Linked DNA regions of Zea mays: region 1 is linked to region 2. Evidence: chromatin contacts called from public Hi-C data. All regions are on one chromosome and are shown on one strand. Each heading gives the region's core, a stretch centred on a gene start, on an enhancer-like site or on the middle of the called end of the contact. The rest is flanking DNA. Distances are from core to core; before and after follow the strand shown.

Region 1 (2,700 bases), core at 167-2,666, 180 kb after region 2:
AGCAGGGAAGAGAATACAGACCTGATACCCATATAAATCAGCAGCATCCATCTTAGCTCCTTCTTTCAGAAGTAGTTCGGCAACTTGAATATGACCACGTACAGCACTCCAGTGAAGTGCTGTTTGTCCAGTGTGATCCACAGCATTTGTGTCTGCTCCATGCTATTCAAATACAAGCACAAAATCATCACCAAAGAGAACCAAGGAAATTCAATCAACAACAGTCATCAACCAAAAGTAGCTAATATGCCTTTCAACAGCAACCACCCGATCAGAATAACAAAGCTATGTCTACTGTGACATCAAGATACAATACAAGATACACCCCATCATCACAACATGTGTATTGCGTGAGGTCATGCATTCATGCAATAAAAGCCATATCATGAGCAGTACTTATCTTGGTCTAGACAATATCCTAAGCATACCACATACACATTTTGGTCTAAACTGAAAAGGTTGAAGGCATAAATACAAGTAACTAGTTGACACTTGACACAGCAAAGCCATGTACATTCTTCCTGAACTGTCCTGTTGCAACTGTCAGCAAGTAAATTTTCCCAAATTTGATCCAGATGTACTAACAACCTACATCCGTCCAGATCCCTCCTCATAAACCAGCTCCGAAATCCCAAACCCACCACCACGGCAAAGCATTCAGCACGCAGCTGCACGCTTGTTCACAAACAATGATGCCTGAGCCATAGAAACTGACCGGAATAATGACATCCCAAGGTGCGTAGCTCCTTCACGCAATTACGCAAGCAGCCCACGGTTCTGATACACAAAATTCCAGCTCAGGAAGTGCATTGCATCACAGCCTACTGGAACGTACCCCAAATCCCCCAATAGCAACGCAAAACGAACGTCTACAAATAGAAGGCCAAATTGCGAGGCGTTGGAGGGGGCACGGGAGCGGGGGGAGAGGGCAACCTCGAGGATGTACTGCGCGGCGGCGACGCGGTTGTTGAGCGCGGCCCACTGGAGCGCGTAATAGCCCCCGCCGTCGGGCTCGGTGACCGGGCGGCCCTCCCCCTCCACCAGCCGCTGCAGCTTCTCCAGATCTCCGTACGCCGCTGCGGTGTACACGTCGTTCTTCAGCGACTCGTTCTCCGCCGGCGCCCCTGCGCCCTCCGCGGCGGAAGGGGCCGTGGACGCGGCCGCGACGAGGGAGGTCGAGGAGGTGGTGGTGTCCTCGAGCACCTCGATCTCCGACGCCATGGGTTCGGTGGGATCGGCGCGGGGTCCGGGGAAGCGGCTAGGGGTGAGGGAGGAAGGGGTCGTCGGAGTGTTTGACTGTGCGTTGGTCGTTCGTTGATTTTGCCAAGCGCTAGTCCCCGCCTCCCCGGTGACTCGTGAGGAGCGTGGCCGGGGGGCAGAGGCGGAGAATGAGAGGGAAGGTTGGGGCGAAATGGTATGTCGGATTTTGCATGCCAGAACCCCGGACTTTTCTTCTTTCAAAATTTGGCATGTCAGATCTTAGGGACATTTGGAAGCAAGAAACGATTTTGATTCTTCATGGCGATACCTGTTCAAATATCAGGTTTTTGTCCTGCATCTGCTTCAGGAATGGATCAAACTAGGTTGTCGGCGGAAATAGTGGTAGTGGCAAGGTATCCATGGTTTTCGGTGGAAGTAGAGTATCCACTTAGGGGGTGTTTGTTTGGGATTATAATCCACCTAGATTATATAATCCAACAATTTTTGAACTAACTCTTAGTTCAAAAATTGTTAGATTATATAATCTGGATAGATTATAATCTCAAACAAACACCCCCTTAATCGTCTCTTGTATTATTTCTTTAGCTTGCGGAGGCCAGGTTGTAAAAACCAATTAATTGCTTTAGCAAAGAGTCTGGCTCGACTTTTTACCTTGAAATCTGGAAACTTCCATCTAGATCGTCGTGGCAACTCTACTTCCCCACTCTTTCCGCTTTGAAGCGTTTCTCTTAAAGACAAATGGGTTATCTTTCTGTCTTCGTATCCAGAAGCTAGAGATAGGTTCGGTAGTAGGGCATGGTTAAGTCCGTGTCAGAATGAAGTCAGGGTTTTCGGGTGCCTTGTTGGAATCTTACTCGTAAAAACTAGTGCCTTGTTGGAATCTTGCTCGTCAAACTAGTAATATATCATATTTAAACGTATGCGAGGATTGCTTTCTTCTTTCGTTCTCAAACTAATCGAATCAATGGCCAGGATAGGAATGTTCCCTGAGAAGAGGGCAGGGCAGAGAAGAAGGCCGAATAGAAATACCTCCGATCTCGATTCCTTTCATGTTTTGGTAAGGTTGGATCTGTTTGACCACTCATATTCGACTCGGACTAGTGCGAGGTTGTTTTTTTTAAGGTTTTCAGTTGAGTCAAGTTTTGGGTCAAAAACTATACCTTTAAGATTATCCGGCTGTTAAAACTGATGTAGTTGTAATTTATAGAGACAATAGAAACACTAGAAACCGTTTAGAATTTAAACCAAGTGAACATTGGATATAGCTTGTATCTCCACTGTATTAGTCACGTCAAAGTTTTTTCTTTTCGATAGGCCGGGTTGATCGAGTTGGATGGCCCATGCTCAAATATATCAGTGGTATCATTAGAAACTATTCCAAACACTTTTACAGTGAAATGATTCTGTCAAAAATATCTTATGAGACACAGGGAACACCGTTGAAGAGAAGTAAGACACAAAGGAGAAATTTTTTGCTGA
Region 2 (2,700 bases), core at 191-2,690:
AATGCCAGCCTAACAGTGAAATACGTAAGGAGATGTACTTCTGACTATTGAGTTGTATGCACCAACCAATTCAACCCAAAAGATTAAGCTGATAGAAAAAGGTGGGCAATTCACTTATATTATATTCTAACACTACTCACGTCGAGCCTCTTTTTTTATCTCTGACGTGAAATGTAGGAGCGAGCAGCAATTATTCTATTTAATTGTGTTAGCCAAAACTCATGATCTCTGGCTGTGATACCATATTAGAGTGGACGTACTAATCAGTTTAACCCAAAAGCTTAATCTGATAGAAGAAGATAGTGAATGCACTTATACACTTAAACACCCACATTCACGTGCAGCCAAAGAAAAAGGCGCAAACGTGAAAAAAATGGTTGGAGGCACAAATAAAGCCTCTGTCAGGATTCGAAGTCGATACCTCTAGTTCTGATACCATATTGAGTTGCATGCACCAACCAATTAAACCCAAAAGTTTAAGCTAATAGGAAGGGATGAGCAATTCACTTATATTATATTCTAACACTGGCATTGAGACATATCAGAATTTGCAATGTAGTCACTGTGCAGTCAAAGACACTGTTAAGTTCCCAATTAACTGAACGCTATGCTTGTCAAACTACCAATGACAAGCTTGTTAAGCTTTGTACAACTCACTAACTCAGAATTATGAGAATGAACTGACTCCAAAATTATCTGAGTGAGGTTAAAGACGCAACCTTGAAGCCCTTATAGACGAGGTCCTTCTCCCAGAGCTGCGCAAACACCCACCAGACGCTCTCCATGAAGTTGAGGTCCATGGTCTTGTAGTCGTTCTTGAAGTCAATCCACCTCCCCGTACGTGTGACCATGGCCTCCCACTCAGAGACGTACTTGGTGACGATGCTGCGGCACGTCTCGTTGTACTTGCCGATGCCGAGGTCGAACACCTGCTGCCGGTTGGTGATGCCGAGCAGCTTGTCGATCTCAAACTCGACGGGGAGGCCGTGACAGTCCCACCCGAACCGTCGCGAGACATGGCGGCCCCGCATCGACTGGTGCCGGGTGACCACGTCCTTGATGGTGCCGGCGAGTATGTGGCCGTAGTGGGGCAGACCAGTGGCGAAGGGGGGGCCGTCATAGAAGACGAACTCCTCACCGCCCTCCGTGCGCCGGAGCTGCTCGTGGAAGGCGTCGAGCTTCGCCCACAGCTCGAGTACCCGCTCCTCCTGCTCCGGGAAGGAGAAGTCCTTCCCCTCGCACACGTCGTCCATGACCTCCTGTCCGGCGGTCGCGGCGGCGCCGAATGGGGCTTGGATTCCGAGCGAGGCGGTGAATGGGGCTAGGATTTCGGGCGATGGTACGGCGGCGGCGAGAGGTACAACACGGATTCACTTGGGGGAGGGAGACAAGGGTTTAGAGGTCAGCTGGGCGCTACGGACGGTCCGAATGCAACCTTGGTCCTAGAAATGGTCTCATGCGGTAGTATTACTATTTTTCAGTTTTCGCACATGCAGTAGTCCCCAAGTTACCTTTTCTTTTTCGTGCACGTAACCATTAGGATATGTACAATTATGTCTTCTACCGGTTTAGGGACTGAATTAAAAAAAACCTAATACACTTTTTTTTGGCAAAGACAGTCTGTTGACTCTACGCTCAAGGTAGAGGACAAAGCTGATTGATGTATTGATGATGTGTTTGGTTTGGCTTTAGCTTTTGTCCTCTAAAAAGACAAAAGTCAAACGGTCCAAACCAAAAAGTAGCTTTTTTCAAAAGTCGGTTTTCTCGTGCAAAATTGAAAAGCACCTCTAGACTAAGGTTGTGGTATGACAACAGTTAATAGATGAAAAATTCTAGTAGCGAATGTCACAGCACACCTATGTAATAGCTTGACGCCATGACATATACCAAAGAATCATATAAACTAGATAGCATCACAAACCATGGCATCGACACTTAGTCTAAGACTGGTTTCGACTGTGAGCCATCGATTGCTGAGTAAGGGTCAGTACCACCGGTCCCACCCGCAGTCGGTTGAGCCGATCGATCGGTGGCGTTATCGACCGATCCAACTGGTCGGTGTCGATCACGTTAGTGCATAATCAGTCTATATCGACCACTACACTGCACGAACCGGTCGATAATGTCTGCCTATTCTGATTGGTCCATATTAAGCTTGTTAGCAACTTGGTGTCCAATTGTGTGGGAGGGGGAAGGGGAGTGAGAACCAGGGAGTAGATAGACAGAGTTAAGTTCTCGTTTACAATCATCCTGACCTCGCCTTACTGCTCACCGCTTACATACGCAACGATGTTCGTGGGCCGCCACCACTCTACAACTACTTTGGGGCCCCGTAACGAACACTTGGCTTCCTCAGACGTCGTCCCAGCAACGGCTTGTCGGCACCAGGGGTAGACACGTTCGACGTTGGAGTTTCAGGGGTCCTCGCAATCCCCCTCCTTGGGATGGTGCTTGCCCCAAGCGGTCGTATGAGGGAACACTTCCTTGAGCGTGTCTTCATCCTCCCATGACGTCAGCGCTGCATCCAACCCAGACCAGTGGATCAAGACTTGGTCGACGAACACCATGAGAGATCAACCGACATTACAGCACCTATGTGGGATACTAAAGGGACAAGTCAGTAGTAGGAATTCCATGACTCACCTACAATGGATGCACTGAGGGCTTCAACTATGAAACATGGTGAAAGGATCACGATGC

What was found. A called contact is a pair of places that touch in the nucleus more often than the background predicts.
Region 1: a contact with region 2 is called in a Hi-C map of leaf, with 5 times the contacts expected there. The contact joins the promoter of LOC103629705 here to the promoter of LOC100384866 in region 2. A contact is called at or near these places in 8 of 25 Hi-C or Micro-C datasets (bundle sheath, ear, endosperm and 3 more).

What each region holds. Positions count from the first base shown.
Region 1 is chr6:106,772,019-106,774,718 of Zm-B73-REFERENCE-NAM-5.0, forward strand. LOC103629705 (protein S-acyltransferase 24) reads right to left here and starts at 1,417. Exons shown (of 13, transcript XM_008650817.4): 1 at 934-1,417; 2 at 22-162. The coding sequence starts at 1,221.
Region 2 is chr6:106,587,872-106,590,571 of Zm-B73-REFERENCE-NAM-5.0, forward strand. LOC100384866 (isoleucine--tRNA ligase, cytoplasmic) reads right to left here and starts at 1,441. Exons shown (of 27, transcript XM_008649996.4): 1 at 720-1,441. The coding sequence starts at 1,253.